Regions from separate parts of the Sus scrofa genome. Here all the other regions are linked to region 1. Evidence: chromatin contacts called from public Hi-C data. All regions are on one chromosome and are shown on one strand. The core of a region is the stretch at or near the end of the contact, and the rest is flanking DNA. Distances in the headings are between cores, read along the strand shown.

The links. A called contact is a pair of places that touch in the nucleus more often than the background predicts.
Region 2: a contact with region 1 is called in a Hi-C map of skeletal muscle, with 2.9 times the contacts expected there. The contact joins the enhancer-like site here to the promoter of GHR in region 1. A contact is called at or near these places in 1 of 5 promoter capture datasets (liver), 7 of 47 Hi-C or Micro-C datasets (liver, psoas muscle and skeletal muscle) and 1 of 2 datasets of contacts at active chromatin or transcription factors (skeletal muscle).
Region 3: a Hi-C map of skeletal muscle shows a contact between it and region 1, with 4 times the contacts expected there. The contact joins the enhancer-like site here to the promoter of GHR in region 1. A contact is called at or near these places in 1 of 5 promoter capture datasets (liver), 11 of 47 Hi-C or Micro-C datasets (adipocytes, embryonic fibroblasts, liver and 2 more) and 1 of 2 datasets of contacts at active chromatin or transcription factors (skeletal muscle).

What each region holds. Positions count from the first base shown.
Region 1 is chr16:27,257,385-27,260,692 of Sscrofa11.1, forward strand. GHR (growth hormone receptor) reads left to right here and starts at 1,677. Exons shown (of 9, transcript NM_214254.2): 1 at 1,677-1,746. The coding sequence starts at 1,677.
Region 2 is chr16:27,196,654-27,199,961 of Sscrofa11.1, forward strand. It overlaps a transcript of GHR not described here. Among named protein-coding and RNA genes, the nearest start is that of GHR, 61 kb to the right of the region's middle. Within about 2 kb of position 1,693, at least 5 of the 83 cell types and tissues checked have an H3K27ac peak or open chromatin away from gene starts, as enhancers often do. A contact at or near this core is called in skeletal muscle, where this site is marked.
Region 3 is chr16:27,216,606-27,219,913 of Sscrofa11.1, forward strand. It overlaps a transcript of GHR not described here. Among named protein-coding and RNA genes, the nearest start is that of GHR, 41 kb to the right of the region's middle. Within about 2 kb of position 1,771, at least 5 of the 83 cell types and tissues checked have an H3K27ac peak or open chromatin away from gene starts, as enhancers often do. A contact at or near this core is called in skeletal muscle, where this site is marked.

The DNA of each region.
Region 1 (3,308 bases), core at 427-2,926:
GGACATTCACACACAGAGAGAGAGTCAGTTTGCATAGAGATGGGTTTTCTTAGAATTTTTTAAGATCATAAAATTATATAGAACAGGAAGAAAAATGGTGGGTCATCCACTGCCTAGAAATGAAAGTACAGAGCATCAGACGATGCATATCTATTCAGAACGACGCAGCCATTGCTAGGGACCATACCATTCCATTACCCATGAAAACAAGCATTTATGTTCATCATTTTAGTTTGATTAGGGGTGGCAGAAGGGCTATTTCATTATTACCAAGAACGTACAGTGATAAAAATAAGGCAATAGAGGCACTGATGGAGCTCCAGATATGATGGTTAGATCCTCCCAAGTAACTTATAAATACCATAATCTGGAAATTCTGCAGCCATACCTTAAGGTGGTAGGCATTAGTTGCCAATGCAGCAACATGTCTCCAAAGAGCAGTCTGCTGAGTTCATCTTAAACCAGCCCAAACTTGTCTTTTTAGAGATCCAGGAGGTGGACACCTGGTTTATTTATTCCAAAGAAGCTTATTTCCTCTAGGTAAAGGTGTGTACTGGCTGAGGCATGTTGTTCTGCTCTCCCATTCATCAAATTGAAGGCTGCAAAGGCGTGGCCACACTTGGGACTCCAAATGGCCAGCAGGGCCGCACACTGACTCTCCTTAGAGTCTGAGGTATTCACTCTCCTGGGCCTTTCAGAGACCTCATTCCTCCAGAAATTAAAATCCACAAGGAACCGGGTGTCCTAGGGGAGGCCACCTAGGAAGCGCCACTGCTTTGGTTTTTTTTGTTTCTCACTTCCTTTCAGCTGCCTTCTATTTAAACCTCCTTAGATGGCTTATTAGCACGATGTTTTTCTTTTTTTTTTTTTTTTTTTTTTTGTCTTTTTGTCTTTTTGTCTTTTCTTGGGCCGCTCCCGCGGCACATGGAGGTTCCCAGGCTAGGGGTCTAATCGGAGCTGTAGCCACCAGCCTACGCCAGAGCCACAGCAACTCAGGATCTGAGCCGCGTCTGCAACCTACACCACAGCTCACGGCAACGCCGGATCCCCAACCCACTGAGCAAGGGCAGGGACCGAACCCGCAACCTCATGGTTCCTAGTCGGATTCGCCGACCACTGCGCAACGACGGGAACTCCAACACGATGTTTTGAGTGTTAATTGAGCTCTTTTGTTCACTAGGTAACACACTGGAGCAATTTTACTATTTCAGAAGTTGGTTGTCTTGTTTTCCCCTTTATGGCCTGTCCAGCTCAAGGCCCCTTGCTTGGTGATATGGCTGACAAATTTCAGATCAAATTAAAGAGAACCACACTGGCACGGCCTGGTTACGGAAGCTGTGTGTGTGCTTGGGGTGGGGCTGGGGGAGGTGTCACTTGTTGTGAGGTGGTTCTATGTCTGTCGGCCAGGATGTGAAAATCTTTAGTGTCCATGTTATTTCCTGAGACAAGCACCCACCGGAAGTAGCATTTATTACAACCTGCTGTTTGCTCTCTTGAAAAGTATGACCACATGAGACTCTGGACTGTGAAAGACTTACGGATTCCTTCTGCAGATGATGTGCATGTCAGCTCATTCATAACTTAGTGTGTCTTTAAACAATTCTTAGTGAAAGTAGTCTGCTTTTAATTGCTTAGATTCATCTTTTTCCTTTTGTATGATTGCAGGTCCTACAGGTATGGATCTCTGGCAGCTTCTGTTGACCTTGGCAGTGGCAGGCTCAAGTGATGCTTTTTCTGGGAGTGAAGGTGAGTTCTGCTTTTCCATTCCCACCTTCAGTGTTTTTGAAACCACACTGAACTTTGTTAAATCTAAGTTCTTTGGATGAGGTCAGTAAAAGGTATAAGTTTTAAGTGGCAACAAACAGAAAACCTGTTGTAGCTTTTAAAATCATAAACCAGGAGGATGTTTCCGGGAGTGTTGTAGGAGGAAAACAGTAGTCAGCTTTGGCATCTGATGTTTCCCCATCAAAAATAAATGCTGCAAATCACGCAGAGGGCATTTCTATGCAAGGCAAGCCAGGTCTCTTGGTCCTCAGGCTCTGGGAGAGAGATTGAAATTGCACTGAAGGGTTATTAACCTACTCAGCTCATCTGTGACTGAGGCTATCATAGCCTGTTTCCAGAGCTCAGAATTAAGGCCACTCTCGGGATAGGTCTCTGAGAGTGAAAGTTGTAAATTTCACCTCTCACTCTCTGGGTGCTTACTATTTGGCCAAGTTTGAAGGAAGAAACTCCTGAAATAGTTGAATAATACCCTCAGAAGTCAAGCACTTCCTTGTCCATCTCTATAATTCTCCTTCTTTTTTTATGTCCTCTTCCAATCAAAAAAAGTCACTGTATCAAACGTAAGTCTCATAACAGTTATAACTGGAACAAGAGAGTAATGAAGGGAGTGAAAAGGATTTTTTCTGTCCAGAAAGAAAATTGTGCTCATAAAGGGGTGGGAAACTTTTTAAAATATCATCTTGAGTGCTTGGAGTCTTTTTGTTTTTTCTTGCCTGAGCTTCAACAAAGAAATCATCTATTTCTCCGATTCTGACTCCACAGTCAATTGTCACTTTAATAGTAGCCAACTCCCCTACTCACTGGGCAACTTGTGCTGGAAAACACAGTTTAACAGCCGAAATAGTGCCTTAAAATGTCCTCCCTGACCTTCAAGCCAAAAATAAATCCATAGTAGTGAGCTGCTGAGGGCGACCAGAATAACTAAGAAAACAAGGGTAAAATATGTTATTTTATCTCTTAAGACAATTTAAAAATATTTATAGAAAAGAAGTCATAATTGTTTGAAATATTTTTGGGTGTCTCTGGTGTTATAATGTCAACATTATGCAAGTCAAACATGGAGGGAATTGCAGGCTCTGTGTCAGCAGCTTTTCCCATGGCTGGTTTTAGACCCTGGTTCTGAGCCAAAGAATTACAGCTGAGATCCTCTGCTGTTCCAAAGTCATGGTGGTTTAATCTCTACTTTCTTCATTAAGGTGACTTTCACTCCACTGGGTAAGGCTTGAGGAATTTTAAAAACTTGTGAAATGCAAAGTATGGTAAGGGAAAAATTTAAGGAAAATTAAAAATATATCCGTGGCTAAAAGACTAAAGCTCAAATTACATTTTCAACCTAGAGAGCCTGCAGAGAGCATCTGTTTCCACTGCTTTGACATTTCAGTAAACCTTTAACTTTGTAGAGGAAACAACACCATTAGCTGGCCTTATGTTTGCATTTATTTTGCTTTTGGAAAGTTTTTGGTCTGCTTTGTTTTGGGGGGAGCAGAGCATAAGAAAATGCAATGGTTTATAGTAAATACAAA
Region 2 (3,308 bases), core at 443-2,942, 61 kb before region 1:
TAAACTTTCAGGAAACAGACTCAGAGAAATTAAGTAAACTGCAAACATCCCATGCTGTAAGCATTATTGTCTCTATTAGCAAGTGTCTGAGCTTCTTTTAGTTTTCCAATCCATAATCCTTACTGCGTAGTCCTCTTCCTTGTGCTCACAACCTGGCTGCTGGAGATCCAGGCAACAAGAAGGTGAAGGGTACAGGACAAAAGGTAAATGGACGATCCAGCCAAGGTTATCTTCCTAGATGTTCTACTTGGTGACTACAACTTATATCCCATAGGTCAGCATCATAGGGCCATCCCTTTCTTCAAAGGAACCTGGAAAATGGGTTGTTTTTTTTTTTGGTTTATTTTAAGCAGGGTACTTTGACACCCCCCCCAAAAAAAAGTGAACTCTAGGTACAGAAGTGGGGGGGAATGGTTATTCAATAGGCAGTTGACAGTTTATTTTTAAAGAGGTCATTCTGATGCACGGAAAGGTTGAAAATCTCTGGCCTAAACTCTTACAGTCTTGATCTCCCTTGTTTCAAGTGAATTTGATAGAATAAAGGTTACTCTCCTCCCCAGTCTCCTGGTATGAGAGAGAGCCAAGGGATATAATGATTTCTTTCAGGCATCCATGGTAAAACAAGGCACATGCCAATAAGGAATGATGACTGCTGGTCATCCTCAGACAAACGTGGGGAGGGGTGGTGACACCAGGTCTCATGGCTGCTTATTGATGCCAGGTGTCTCAGTGGACCATCCAGCAGGCCTTTGGTAAGGGCATGCGGGGGCTATTCAGAAGCCCTGCATCCCATCAGCTCGGCAGAAACTGATGTGGCACAGACTGAAATGCTAGGTGGGGAGTGAAGTGTCTGACACCCGCCAGGTGACTGCTGTTTAGTCAGCAGTAACTTTTATCTTCCAGTCACCATTCTTGTGGCTCTTTTTTGATTGTCCCCAAGCTCCAGGCCTGGGTAAGGCCTGCTGAGGTGTAAGTAGAAGAATTAGCAATGCCCCCCAAAATGCAAACACTCAATGTGGCGGTTTTCGCCTTGATAAGGAACTGGCTGTCAGATGCCTGAGTCCTTGCCCCACCCTGGCTACCTACACATAAAGTTGGAAGGTGGTTTTTGAGGTTTTTTTTTTTTTTTGGCTGCCAGGCGTAGAGCCTCAAGAGAACAGTGTGTCCTAAAAAAACAAGAATTTCAGCCTACAAAGGAAAACAGAATCCACCCTACTTGGTCACCTGAGGGAGTCCTTCAGCTGAGGAGCTGGACTTGCTTTTGTCACTCAGCAAAGAGGGTTAAAACTTAGCTGAAGAGCTGTGAGCGGACCCTTTTTCAAGAGGGGCTTCTGAAACAAAATGCCAGGAGTGTAACATAATACAGAGGTCACAAACATGGAAAGGCTATGGCATCTTGGCAGGTAACATGAATGTCTGAAGGGAGTCAGTTGCTCACAGGCAAGCATGTGTCCCACGGAGGAAATACTACTTCTAACTCCCTTCCTGTGTCCCTCTCCTCCTACCTTGTTCCTTTTTTTCTCCCTCCCTCCCGCTTTCATCCTTTTTTTCCCCCTTCCCTTCTAGGAGAAGCCATAGATTTGGAATTTCATGTGAGGAATGCTTTGTTAGTGTTGAGCTAGTGGCATCTGGGCTGTCATCTGGCTCCTTTTTGTCCAGATTAGGAAATGGCACCCTTTCCTTCCTGCCAGCGCCCATGACTGTGCAAGTCAAGTGGGGGCTGGATTTCACTGGCCCCGTGGCTGAGCCCTTGTGCCAGGCACAAGCTGCCCAACTTTAGACAGTGACCCCAAAGTTATATATGTTATGTGAGCCAAGCAAAACATTTCTGTGGGCCATGCCTAGCCCACAGGCTAATCATTTTGCAGCCTCTAGGGTTGTGGTTGAAACAAAGCTCTGGGGCAGACTGTCTGGCTTCAAATCTGGGTTCTGTCATACAGAGAAATGATTCAGTATTTCTCTGCCTCAGCCTCCTATGTCTGTAGAATGGGGATAAATACTTCTCTCACAAGGCTGTTAAGAAGGTGGAATTAAATAATGCATGAAAAGTATTTAGCCACTCAGGGTGTGGCTGATAGTCAGCACTTGATAAATGTTCATATCAAAAAATCATGTAAAAATAAGCCACTTATTGGCTTATCTCTGCAGGTCAAGTTGTGTTGGCAAGTTCACAGCCTCTGAAATGGGTGAGCGTGCATGTCAGCCCTTCATGATTTCTTTCTACTTATGCTCTGTGTCTGGTGACTTTGTGAAGGCAGGGAGCTCAAAAATCACAAGCTTCACTTACTTACCTACTGAAGCCACAAGAACCTTGGTAAAGTAAATACTTTGCTTCAACCACTGTTTCTGTCTCATTGCATCAAGTGGCTACACGGGTTAACAACTGCCATCCATAATGATATCTTAAAAGCATAAAGAGATTAAATTAACTGCAGTGTTATCTGTTGCAAAAGGAAAAAGTATTTGGGATCATTTTGGAATAATTGATACTGAAAAGAGTTTGAAGATGTTGAGATTTGAAGTGGGAAATGCTCGGTTACTGCATTCATCTCCTAAACTGGTGCATTCTCTACGAGGTAGGCCGCAGAGCCAAGACTCCATTGTGTAAAAACTGTCCTCGTTGTTTGCCGCCAACATACATCAAGCTCTACATCAGATACTGACTCATCACTGAAACTGTACTGGGGGGAGGGGGTTAAGTCAGCACTGACCCTAATGAATCTGCAGTTGGCTTCAAGGATTTGGTTTGAAATGAGACCAAACCCAGCAGTATTGCTCTAGTAGGTCCAGTCCTCATATAAAGAGTTAAATATAAGTGGCAACCTATCAACATACTTAAAAACATTCTCAGAAAAGGGCATCCAAGAAACAAGTTAGTGAAACCTACATCTACCTTAATTTTTCTTTCACTCCATTAATACCTGAGCTTCCCCTAAATACTCATTTAAGTCCTGAATGAGTATGAAGAATGTTGGGGAGACTTGCAAAAACAAGGATTGCCCTAGGAATTCAAGTTTTACTTGCCTAGCTTGGTTGGGCTACCATCAATCTAAAGCTTGTCCCTCCTGCCTTGGGGATCTCGATCTTGGCACGGTCGTCATTCTAGGTCAGGGGTTTCCTTCTTGTGGAGGCTGCTTTGTTCCACACTAGGATGTTTGGCAGCATCCCTGGTCTCTATCCTGTAGATGCTGACAACACACATTCCCCAACTTGAGACAACACAAATGTCACCAACCTTTCCAAATGCCACCTAAGGGAGAAAAATCTTGGTTGAGAACCACTGCTCTAGACTGAGAATAGTGGTCATA
Region 3 (3,308 bases), core at 521-3,020, 41 kb before region 1:
TTTATGGACAGGTGGTTGGGGCAAATTTTGAAACCTGATTGTTTACACTTGTTTTCCAGAATATGTAATTATTTACTGGTGCTTGCTAAAATGTCAGTTTAGTTTATTTTGGCAGAGATAGGATTAAGTTTAATATTTGGAGGCATCTCCTTCAGTTGGTCTGTCCTGGCTTTTGTTCCAGGGCTTGGTTTGGCATGTAGCAACACAACCTGCTGGTCAACTCATTAGAGGTTTATTGTTTAAAAATGTATCTTCTCAAAGCAAAAAAAAAAAAAAAAAAAAAAAAGCCCATCCCTTTGTCATGTCCTAGCTCTCTCCTCTAAGACACCAATAATGGGGAGTTTAATATAGAAGGACTAATTGGGAGGTTGAGAAAATAAGTTTTGGAAAGACAGTGATGACTTCAGAGTTTTCCTCAGATGGAGATTTCCTTTTAAAAACCTGAACTGAGCTTTTATTAAAACAATAACTGAACTTTGAAATAAGATCAGACTACTGAATTACAATCTCCAGGGGATCTTACGGGCAGCACAGGGAGTTATGTCCAATCTCTTTGGATAGAAGGTAAATGGAAGAATGTATGAGAAAAAGAATGTGTATTGTGTGTGTGTGTGTATGACTGGGTCCCTATGCTGTACAGCAGAATTTGACACAACACTGTAAATCAAATATACTCTAATTAGAAAAAAATCTCCAGAGGGACAGGGATGTGTCTGTGTGGTTTATGACTACATCTTTGGGCCTATGTCAGTACCCAGCTCATAGTAGGCACTCAGTAAAATTGAATGAAACAAAAAAAAGCTGAATGAATGAGTACAGTATCTAAATTAGCATGACTTTCCCTTGGAATAATAGTAAGTCCAAAGGGAATATGTCATCACTTCTTTAGGTCAGTGCTTATTTTGTCTGTTCCAATTAAAAGGAAAAAAATTGTGATGTAAAGGAAACAAAGTGAAATGTTATGCATTTCTATTGCATTTGACATCTGCGGCAGGTTTTAAGTTCATTTCCCAAATCCTATTGTATTGAGATTGTCATATGTTTCTTAGAGGCATTGTTCATTCCAACTTACAGTGAAGTTAGGTCACTGCCATTCTGAGTGGACATATGTTTTGTATTATTAAAATGGCATGTCTTCTGGGCGTGACCGCATACTCCAAACGCTTGCATAATTTCTCTTGATGCTGTGCCATCTTGCCATTGCTGAGGCTAGGGACCAAAGGAGGTCTCACTCCCTTCCTAATATTCTTTTGACCACTTTAGACTATGCTAAGCCTATTCACACCACTAACTGGCTCCGTACTCTGTTTTCTGGTCTTCTCATATTGGCTTATGTGGTCCTCGCCCTTCCCTTTCTTTCCCTAAAATTGGTTTCTGGATGTCATTATACTAATAATAAATAGTATTAATAGCATTATTATATTAATATATTGATGATTATTTTTGTTAATAGCATTATCACAGCACTGCCATGCGTTTACACACACATATACAGAGGGTGAGAGAGTGACTGGTGGATAATTTGGCTATCCTGTGAATGCTAAAATTTCTCACTAAACACATTTTGTGGGTGTGGGTGGTGTTGTTTGTTCCCTTTGCCACTCAAATATCAGGGAAAACATGTGCTTAGGAAACAGAGTCTCCTTTGCCCCATCGGTATGGAAGACATACGCAAAAGGAGTGAAGGGGTGTGTTTGCTGCAGCCAGGGCTCTATGAGAAATAACACTGGTGAAGAAAAGGCTCAAAGAGCAATAAAAGTCCATGACACTTTGTCCTGGCAGAGTAAGCTCATCCTCATCAGCGTTTCCCCTGCCTCAGGCACGTTTGGAATGACCAAAGCAGAGTGGCCAGCTTCTCAGAGGCGGCAAGGCTTTGCATCGCCATCTTCCTCGTCCCAATATGAACAGAACTCTGCCCAATAGTTTCCCACTCTTGTTGCCATTAACACGCTCAGCCTAGTTGAGGCAGGCAGGGATTCTTGGCATTCACAGGGAACCAAGATGATATCTGATCTCCCCACTGGAGAAAAGTGAGAAAGAATGATTCCTTGGGACTCTGAAAATATAAACACAAATAGAAAATTAAAACTGAAGAATTCACTTGGAGTCATAAAAAGTGCTAAACTCTCTGTTGGTCATGTGACTTATTCTTGGCATTCGAGGAGCCAGAGGCTCTTGTGGTCTAATCTGGAGAGCATCCCTAACTCGCTGTGTCACCTTGGCAAATTGGTTGATCTCCTGTGCTGTAGTGTTCGGTCCAGCTGCTAGATGGGATGAAAGCAAGACCTCACTGAAACCAGATGCTGCCTCTCTGAAAGGCTTTCAGCAATAAATAATATCGTATATACTTTGTTCCTGGCAGCAAGTATTGAACTGTTATAACCCCCTGTTTTCACTTGCTTCTAAAATTCTGGAAATTTCTCCTTTGGGCTTGGCTTTTTCCATGCTTGTCCTTAGCCCAAAGCTTTTTGGAAAGTTTGACCAAAATTTCACTTAGCTGTTTTTCCTGAGTGATGGGAGAATAAAGGCAATGCATTGTTTTTTCAGCTCATAAAGTAAATTTCAGTTTTGCCTGGTATATGTCAGAAAAATAGCAGAGCTGCTACCTTTAAAGTCTTTAGTGAAAGAATCATGGGACTGTAAAGAATGCCTGCTGATGACAATTTTAGGTTGCTGAGTGTATCCTTTGTCTTTAAACAAGACCGCATACAATCGGGACACACACACAAAGCTCTAATGCTGTTTTAAAGATGGCCAAAGAAGAAGTCTCCACATTCCCTCATAACCCATCCTCAGTTAAGTTACCAAGACACAACTGCAGCTACAATTGGCTGTCCTCTGTCTTGACCACTTGGTCCATATCTGCATGGTTCCTAAGCTTTATGTACCGGTACTGATCCCCTTGTATGCGTTTTGAATAAAGTTGACCGTGTTTTTCAGGTGACTTTCAAAGAAGCCTTCTCTGATCATCAAACTAGATGATGCATTTCCTCGTGGTACTAACCACATACGTGTGCAATGACATCACTTGTGCTTCCCTGATAGACCCATAGTCCCACTTATGGCAGAGTCAACATCTGTCTTACTCACCGTCTCTGTGGCATTTAGTTTAGTGCTGAACATGGGGTAGAAACCCTTTGCTGAATGAGTTCAGTGACTCTGGGTACAACTGTTGTTAGAATTTTTTCAGAGATTTGTCCAGGCATACATGCATGCATTCAACAAGCATCATTGTCTACTTTATGCCAAGCATTGCTGGGAATCTGTCCTTTAGTAGATAGCACAGAAGTCCTTAAGAATTTCTTCCT